Regions from separate parts of the Zea mays genome. Here region 2 is linked to region 1. A link is a contact called in public Hi-C data. All regions are on one chromosome and are shown on one strand. The core of a region is the stretch at or near the end of the contact, and the rest is flanking DNA. Distances in the headings are between cores, read along the strand shown.

What was found. Hi-C and Micro-C count contacts between places; a contact is called where the count stands out from the background.
Region 2: a contact with region 1 is called in a Hi-C map of ear, with 2.1 times the contacts expected there. The contact joins the promoter of LOC100193029 here to the promoter of LOC542315 in region 1. A contact is called at or near these places in 2 of 25 Hi-C or Micro-C datasets (ear and tassel).

The regions. Positions count from the first base shown.
Region 1 is chr5:65,202,381-65,207,338 of Zm-B73-REFERENCE-NAM-5.0, forward strand. LOC542315 (starch branching enzyme 1) reads right to left here and starts at 3,510. Exons shown (of 14, transcript NM_001111900.1): 1 at 3,385-3,510; 2 at 3,234-3,302; 3 at 2,647-2,854; 4 at 2,457-2,526; 5 at 1,871-2,137; 6 at 861-1,767; 7 at 482-598; 8 at 322-384. The coding sequence starts at 3,483. It also overlaps a transcript of LOC103626470 not described here.
Region 2 is chr5:66,026,103-66,030,841 of Zm-B73-REFERENCE-NAM-5.0, forward strand. It overlaps LOC100193029, which reads left to right and starts at 3,116. Exons shown (of 13, transcript NM_001347132.1): 1 at 3,116-3,335; 2 at 4,485-4,739. The coding sequence starts at 3,213. It overlaps LOC103626480, which reads left to right. Exons shown (of 2, transcript XM_008646889.4): 2 at 1-793. The coding sequence ends at 475.

The DNA.
Region 1 (4,958 bases), core at 2,260-4,759:
AGAAAGACTTGATAATATCTCTGTATGATGTTTGACATTTAAGCAGTATGCTTGAATAGTGAAGGGTTACATGTATCCCATGTTGTACGAGTATATTGGACAAGTCACAAAAGGATTAGCAGCCATAAACAGACCACATTTTCATGTGCAACGAGCGCTACTCGGAATTAACATTAACCATTCAAATAGCCATTAGGAACTTCAGTTACTGAGAAAATAGAGGGTCGACTCTAAATGCTGAAACCTCAAATAGAAAAAAAATACAAAAGGTTTATGCAGGCTTATTAATGGGAAACATTTTTCAAAAGACCGAGATTTCACCTCATTTCCCATAAAATTCAAGTAGCCATCACCTCCAAGGGCCATTGTGATGAAGTGAATCATCTGGAGTGTACAGAACACAATAAGCAAGGTATATTGAGGGAACTCATTCAAGAATTATTGAAAACCAGGTTCAACCAGAACTTGAGGAGAATGGAACCTTTTGGAGTGCAATCCCTCGATCAATTGTAGGTGAAGCAGGCTGCAAGTCTGACATGCCAGTGTACATTTCCTTGTCCATCAGGAGAAATGCAATAGTTTTGTCGCCAACAATAGACTGAAAATTTGCATGATTTTAATTTCCAGTATAAGATAAACAGGTCATATGTGATTGCAAATTCTTAAACATGCTTAGGAGGGCCTAATTTTTTATGAATAACTAATCCAGTTACTAGCAATCAGGATAGAAATGTGATGAAATATAGTACTGTCTGATTAAAAGATACTTGCCCCATGTGTTGTCTACCCCACAAGGAAATAAAATACTTTGCTGCATCCAACTATACTTCCTTATAAAGTTATTATATAATGCAGGGTACCTGATCATGGCTCTCAGCATATGCGATGCATTTTTCAGTATATCTCCTGTTAGTCAAAGTATGCGCTATTTCACCCATCGACCACTCAGAGTCATCTTTATTCTTCAGGTAGTCAATCCATCTATCAGGGATAGCCATTGCCAGGCGATAGTCAAACCCAACCCCACCTTCATCAACTGGCCGGCAAAGGACCGGCATGCCTGAAACATCTTCAGCAACAACAGTTGCTTCTGGCAAGAGTTTGTGCATTAAATGGTTTGCAAGCATCATGTAAACAACTGCATCCACAGCTGTGTCCAAACTGAAATATTCCTGGTAGTTTCCAGTAAACCCCACATTGATACCATGGTGATGATACAGCATTGATGTAACTCCATCAAATCGGAAGCCATCAAACATGAATTCATCCAACCAATATCTCAGGTTAGAAAGAAGAAACCTTAATACCTCCCAGTTAGCATAGTTGAACAGCCGACTATCCCAAAGTTTATGATAACCTCTATCTCCCGCATGAAAATAGGACTCTTGGGTGCTTTGTCCAACATCATAGCCATTTAAACCATCTGTGACATTATTACTTGCATGGCTATGGACAACATCCATCAGAACTCGCAAACCCAAACTGTGTGCCTTATCAACAAGATATTTGAGGTCCTCTGGTGTGCCTGATCTGCTGCTAACCGCAAAGAAATTTGTCACATGGTACCCGAAAGAAGCATAGTACGAATGCTCCATAACTGCCATCAACTGAACTGTGTTGTAGTTATTTGCTCGTATGCGTGGCAACACATTGTCTGCAAATTCCCTATATGTGCTTACTGCTGGCTTTTCACCACTCATACCTACATGGGCTTCATAGATACGTGGAGCAGCAGGCTTTGAAGGCCGAGGATGCTTAAATGTGTACCTGCAAACCAGAGGTAAAAGGTACTATAATTTTGTCATATATTTTTGTCTGCTAAGGTCTATTGCTTAAGTTTACAATGTGGTCCAGGACAGTAGAAAGAGACCTTTCAGAAGCAGGAGGATCCCAATGAACACCATCATAGGGAGCTCCAAATTTAGAGGCATCAACAGTCGCATAACGAATCAATGCTGGAATACGATCAACCCATACTCCACCATGTAGAAAGCGAAATTTAACCTTGGAATTGTGAGGGATGGCAGGTTTCCCTTTGACATGGTCAATTTTGATCGACCAAACACCAAATTTATCCTTCTCCATCTTATGGTTTGCACCATTCCAGTCATTGAAGTCACCAATAAGCTCTGCCTCCCTACACCCATGAGTAAAAAACTCAAGTCAAATGCATCAATCTATTAAAATAGTGGAAAGTATATTGTCATAAGAAGAAAACAGCATTATGTAATCACAGCAAGAAAAAAAATAGCCTCCTCAGCTAAGACATGACAGTCTTGCACAAGAATGAAATATCCGAACAGTTTTCTACTCCCAAACATTGATTACTCTCCTGTGTTTTAGCTGTTCTTTTTTTTTAATATAGTTACTATCAGACGATATCTCTTCACAAGCAAAATGGGAAAAAACGATACCCCGCCAGTACATCATGTTTGCATGACAACATTAGAACTTACTGCGCAGCAGGTGCCCATTCACGATATACAGTTCCATCCTCATTTGTATTAATCCCAAATTTCAAATAGCCTGAAAAAAATACAAAATCCGGAAATGTTGATGATGCAGATAATATTTTGCGGCATGGGCAGGTGCTATAAATATTGTGAAATGGTCCTTGTATTAGCATTTGAATGTATTAAGCCTAACCTTTAGAAAAAGATTCAAGACTTCCCTCATTTTCTTCAATTGATCCTTTCTGCTCTAGGAATCTTTTCATCCGGTACCTGAAATGGTCCTTGAATATCTCCAGCTTGGGGTCCAGGTCGTATATGGGGAGATGGTCGACATCGCCTTTGGCAGTTGCCATAGTTTTATCTTCTTGCACAGTAGCTGCAGTGGCGAATTTGCTCTTGACCTTGCACAGTGCGTTAAAGCCAGATTCAGAATTACACGAGCAATAGAAGCTAACACGTGAAAATGTAGTGAAGCTAATTAGCTGCTGCAGCAACCACAGAAATATCAAATATAGCACTTTATTTCAACTAATTATTATGTAATAAATGATTAGGATGGCTGAAGAAAACCAACCACCAAAATTTAAACAACTTCAGTTGAAATCTGAGATCCGCTAGACTTGGTAAAATGATTACTACTGATAACAAAGCACTAGAGCCAAATCCAAAGCGAGAGCGAGACCCAATCCACAAATTCCAGAGTTTTTTTTCTCTCTCCAAAACTACTACCAAATTCCATTTTGTCCGTAACAACGTGTTCTAATCTGGGGAAAGATCTACCTTCCGCACCCCTGACCGGCGAGCCTTGCACTGGACAGACAACACACTCAGGCGCACATTGCCGCCACCCTGCGAAACTATGAACCATCAGTACAGAAGAAAAAAAAGCAAAAGTAGTAAATCCACCAGCCCCCGGATCGCCGCAGCTTACCGCGATCCCCGGCGGTGCCGCCCGATCAGCATGCGAGCGAGAGCGCCGCGGCGGCGGAAGCGGAGTCGGCGAGGAAGAGGGCGACACGAGGCACAGCATTGTGACGGCGTGTGAGTCCCATCTCGTCAGCAATCCAAGTGCCTGCCGCTTTATATCGGGTGCCGGACTGGAGCTGGCTTGGCGTCTTCCTCCCTATCCTCCCCCCTCGCAATGAAAGCGTGATTTTTTTCGCTTGGTCTCCTCACCTTTCTTCCCCGTCGCAATCTGCCGCTGCGACAAGGAGGGGGCCATGGCAGTGGCACATGACCCTGAGCCGGATCTGTGGGCCCGGAATGGCCGGGCGTGCCACGTGGGCGGACACGAACAACCGTGGAGCTGGTTCTGGGCCGATTGGCCTTTGGGCTTGCACGCTTCCCGGTTTGCCTTTTTTTATTTTATGTTGTTAATCTCTACTGTTTAAAGCATATGTTTCATGTGTCCTGCTTATAGGTTTATTTATCTCCCTCATTTTTCGCCTAACAATAATCCTAATAGTTTGTTTGACCATAGATAGGTCGTTACAACACAGATGAGCCGTGAGAAACCAGTCAAACCCAATAACACGATGCAGCGCTCTCACTGTCCACCTCACTAACCGAAAGAGGATGAACGATCAAATGAGTTATAATATTTGTTTTTAGCAGTTTAATATATGGTGTGGACCATATGTTTATTTTAATATTAAATTTATTTTTTATAGGTATTAAATATGATTGTGTGTTGTAGCAAGACATGGATATTATACTAGCGGTAAAAAAAATAGCACAAAAAATGTATTTTTTGTGTACATATACATAGCTATAGCATATAGCATAGCTATGGCTTGTGCAGATTTATCATCATCATTATTGCAAGTTGCAACTAGTAGTACCACTAAATAGCTTTTTCTTCTTTTTTTCTGATGTGCTTTTTGTGTAGCTTTTCTAACAAATTAAAGTGATGAATGAACATGCGGAGTCATCTGCATCGTCAGACAGCTCTAGCCGTTGTCAATCAGACAAACTTACCTGTGGTTTTTTCTTGGGGTTCCTTGCAGTGTAGAGCTCATCTTGCACTTCACATATTGCGTGAGACAACCGTCTTCACTTTATATATAACTGAAAAGTGAAAAATCAAATGGCCATCTTCAGTGATCAGGATCCACAAGGAAACAAGGAATTGGAAAGATAGATGAGAGTGCTTTCTCAAGGAACTCTCGAAGTCCATCCATAGCAGCAAAAGGAACGTAAAAAGGTGTTCTGCTCTTCTGGTACCCGTGTGACAACGGCCTTAGAATGAACAGTGAAAATAGTGATATAATAACGGCAAAGCATGAAACAGAGCAAATAGAGTGGCACGGCATCTCAGGCCTCAACTTCTGAAACATCTATCTATTCTTCTGGTATGCATGACTAGTTCTAGTCTGTACTTGAGTACTTTACAAATTACAAGTGATGCTGGAGGGACCTCAGAACAGGCACATTGCTTCCTTCCAGCATTTGCTCTAAGTAGGCCTGACATCTCAAATACAGGATCAAGGCCTCAGCAGCCGAAAT
Region 2 (4,739 bases), core at 1,866-4,365, 820 kb after region 1:
CGTTCCATTGCTCAACCACGAGGTCTCTGGTGAAGACTCATCCAGGCACGCCGCGAAGAGTAGCGGCGGCATTGCTGACAACGGAGTCGGGGTTGGGAACTCGAGTGCTGGTCAGAAAGTGAAGGTCAAGAGGAAGGAGCTGCTCCTGAATCAAAATACCGGTAAAGAAAGAGAAGAACCAGAAGAGGCCACACAAACAGAGCCCTTTGTACGTTCTATCACGCTCGATGAATCGAAACCAAACTCAAAAGGAAAAGGAAGGTCAAACCCAAATGGGAATGGAACAGAAAGGCTTGCAGGCCCTGCAGATACGAAGGGCCGTGGCGAAGGCGTGACGCCACCGAAGATAACTTCCGTATGGAAGATCAAGAAGCTGAAGACATCTCACTGCTCTTCCGACAGCAAGGTGCTGCACAAGGTCTGCGTGCCGCCTCCTACGGCGGCTGAGACCTCTGCTTCGGTGAAAGCTGATTAGCGAGGCACCATAGCGTATAGTTCGGCGGATGCATGTCTTAGCTACGCTTGTTGTGAGGTTTTTGTATGTTCAAGTTGCTACTCGGACGAGGAGGGAAAGCGGAGGTAAATCTCTCTTGGTAGATCTCACGTTTGCTTTGATTTTTCATACGAATGTGCTTGTTTTATGGTATATAGATTATTGGGTATTTCTACTGTACTGTTTCTGCCCCTGCTTCCATTTGATGTCACTAGTGGTAGGGAGTGTGGCATAATCATGTAGATGTACCTGCTATGCATACATCGTTTTAATAAATGGCACCATTGCTCTCAGATACTATTTTTTTTGCCTGTGTTTCTTGGTGTCCTTTACACTATCATGGTTAGTGCAGATATCTGTTAAATTATCAGGGGATTATGACAACAGGTAAGAAGTCCTATTTGCCTGTAACTACTAGTCGAGGTAATTGCTCTTTTCATGTACGAGCTAGAAAGAAATTGTTGTATAATTAATGTTATTAATAAGACCGAACATGACTGATGTGTGAGCCTCTGTTTTCGCTGCTTCTGAGTAGATTCCCAACTCCAGCATATGATGTTAGCATGCATGCTTCTGATTTGGTTCACTAGATTTTATGCCCAAAATATGATGGACTAGCATTCAGGTTCTTTGGATGATGTTACTTTTCCAGATCGTTTTTTATACCGATCACAATATTCATGGGTGGCTGAACATGGAAGGGCCATTGGAATTGCAAGATGTTAGATCCTATTTGTTTTCACATGTGAGTATATTTTGTGATGGTGATGAGTGATGACTACTGTCTTGAGGGCGCCCTGCATGTTGTGGCACCTGCACCATGTGTAACCAGATTACCAGAATTCAGTTGAGTGTTTGTCTGTGTTTGATGCCAGCACCATGGTGTGGCTGGAGAAGACACCATGCCTAGCTTAGCTAGTACCAGAATTCAGTTGACTTGTGATAACCTGGTGGTGATAGGAAAGTTGGGAGCAGCATGGGTACTGTTGCTGGTATGGCAAGCATGAGTGATGGTGGTGGACCTGGTGGCCACAGGTGCACCTAGATTTTTTCTCTCTTCTGCTGCTGCTGCTGGTGGATCTAGCACAGATGATGCATACTCCTACATGATTGCTACTCCCTCTGTCTGAACAAAATGACGTTCTAGTTTTCTCCAGGAAATTACAGATTATCTCATGTTTGACAAAAAAAACAAGACAAATTATCTTATGTTTGACCAAGTATTACGCTAAATTGAAGTGGAGCATGGATAAGATGTGGGATGCTGGCGCAATAATATACGACCAACGACCAGTGTTGCACGCAATAATATATATGTTAACGAAAAGATAATAATTTTTGTACGTATAATCTGGAATTGCCATCAAATAAACGAATCGCTTCCGCATAAGCAAAATAAAACACCTTACTCGATATGTTTAAGCCAAGCTGACAAAATCCACTAATGAACTGAAACTGAAGCTGCCCTCATGTAGGTTGAAATGCGAGGTGTATGAAGCGTCATATTAATCTAGGACAAAAGAAAAGAAAAGAAAAAAACGTGTTCATGTGGACAAAAACAAACGCCTCGGATCGAGTACCGTACGTACACCCACCGCGACATGTGCTTCTTTTCCTTTTCCCTTTTTGATTTGCAGAGACACTGTGGTAGTCTGTCCGCGGGTTGCTCACATGCGAGTTAAATTGACAACGCCAGTGGGTCCCAAAAACCACATGGATGGTGTTCTATCACCTCATCGTCGTTATATAATCTTTGTGAATTTCAGGTTAACTCTACTACTCCATCCGTCTGTATAATTTAGTTGTTTTGAATTTATCTTAAGTCAATCATTATTAACTTCGACCGGTTATATCGAAAAATTTTTTACAACATAAAAGTAAAGTTGTTAGACTTATCATGACTTGAACTGCCATAATATCTTATTCTTCTAGCATAAAATAATTTAATCTTATATATTGTTGGTTAAATTTAAAATAGCTTGACTTAGAACCAATCTAAAACGACTAAATCATGTGAAAACAGAGGGAGTATATAGTAGCTTTTAACTGTTAGTTACCGACGCACTGTTTGAGATGTCCCCCGCTCCGGAAATTTTGGTGGAGTTAGTGAAGCAAATTATTAGATGTTCTAGAAAATCATGGAGTTGGGAGTTGCAAACCCTTAAAAGACATCTAAATAAGTCATTCCTTCATATTTTTTAAAAACATTTAAATTTAGATTATAAACTACAACATGCTGGAACTTAGAGCAATCATAAACACCCACTAGCTTTGTGTTGTGTGTGTGAGAGATTAGGTGAAGCTCTCTCATCCCCACTACTAGTACTAGCACAGTCCATTGTACAGCTGTCAGCTATGGTACATACATACATTATCCCACAACCACCTCCAAGATGAACATTTTACACTTGAGTTTGGTTGTTAAAATCACTAACTCCCTCAAGAAGGCTGGTCGTCAGTTCGCCACCGTCAAGAGAGTAGAAGATGGTTAGCACTAAGCACTTGTACGGGCAGTTTTACAGAAAGGTCCCTGAGGTAGAAAACCAAGGCCAACACATCTCCGGACGGGACGGGCACAAGACAACCATCGGAGTCGGAGGCACCCGCACCGCACGCCGACCCGCGCACACTCCCCCGCGGCCGCGCCCCCGATCTCGCCGGGCCGGTGGCCCTCGCCGCCGGCGACACCCACCGCCCAATCGCCCACGCCCGGGGGGCGATGGAGGCGGCCTTCGACGCCTACTTCCGCGCCGCAGATCTGGACCGCGACGGCCGGATCAGCGGCCAGGAGGCCGTCGCCTTCTTCAAGGGCTCCGGCCTGCCCCAGCCCGTCCTCGCGCAGGTGGTCCTCAGATCTCCTCTCTCTCCTCCCCAGCGCCGCGCCGCTCCTACCACGGCGATCTGTGCAGTCCAGCCACCCCCCGTGCGGTTCGAATCGCAGGGTGCCTGGTCGGTGCGGCCTAGTTGCTCGGTCGGAATTTCGAGCTCCCTTGGGCTACGGGAGCCGAGATTCTGGATCCCGCGTTGCTCATTTTGGTTTATGGATGGATGTCGCTGTATCCCACTACTTCCCAAGGAATCAACCTTAAGTTACTTTTCAGTGCTCATGCTTAAATGTGTCCTGCTACTCCTGCCTTGATCCAGCTGTGTAATTAGGCACTCTAGCTCGCACTTTGCTTGTCATGTTTCTGTAATACCAAGGTTCGCTCATCCAAGCTTGGAACACCGAGTGGGGTTTCAACGGTTGTGCTTGCTTGCTTAGTACCAAGTGTCGGGAACCAAGGTTTAGGCCACAGATTGGGGCTTTCCATTTGAGCGCCATGAGCCTAATTTGCATTTAGGATCCAATCTGAGCGGAGTACAAGATTACGTTTAGCCCGTTCGTTGGACCCAGGGATGGATCCTAAACATCCGAATTATATGACAATTTTTATATCTTAACATATATATATATATATATATAAATATAATTTAGTGCTAAATTTTAGTCATGTTGTTAAGAATATTATAGAAGACAAGAATAAAATTTTGTATATATTTTTTTGCATTATTTTCTCACTACGATGTAAAAGGTGAAAAAACATTCGAATCCGAATTCATATCTGTATCCAAATTTTATATCAATTATTTAAAAATATATAGAACAATTTTGGGGTTTACTTTTTATGAATCTTAATTAGCTCATTGCTGAAAACAAGAATATAAATTTACATTCGTTCGCAATCGAAGAAAGAAGACCAAAAAATTAATATCTGAATAAGTATCTGGATCCATCCCTATTTGGACCCCAGCAGACCTGCACATTTCACTTCTGCTATCCGAATCTACTCTGCAATCAATCGTGGTTTATTTATTTATTTATTTATTTGCAAAATGCAATCTATTGGGATGCTGTTATTATTATTAGTAACTCAAACACTATTGAACTGCGCACACTTCATTTCTGTTTACTTCCACTCATAGCTTTGTATTTTTCTCTTCTCCGGTTCAGATTTGGACGTATGCTGATAAAAACCGGTCTGGTTTTCTTGGGCGTGAAGACTTCTTCAATGCACTCAAACTTGTCACAGTAGCTCAGAGCGGCCGAGAATTGACACCTGATATTGTTAGATCAGCATTATTCGGCCCAGCTGCTGCGAAAATCCCTGCTCCTCGGATAAATGTTTCTACAGCTGCTCCTCAGGCAAGTAGCGTAGCTAACCTCCCGAATGCCACTCAAGCACCAGGTCCTGTTCAGCAGACTCCT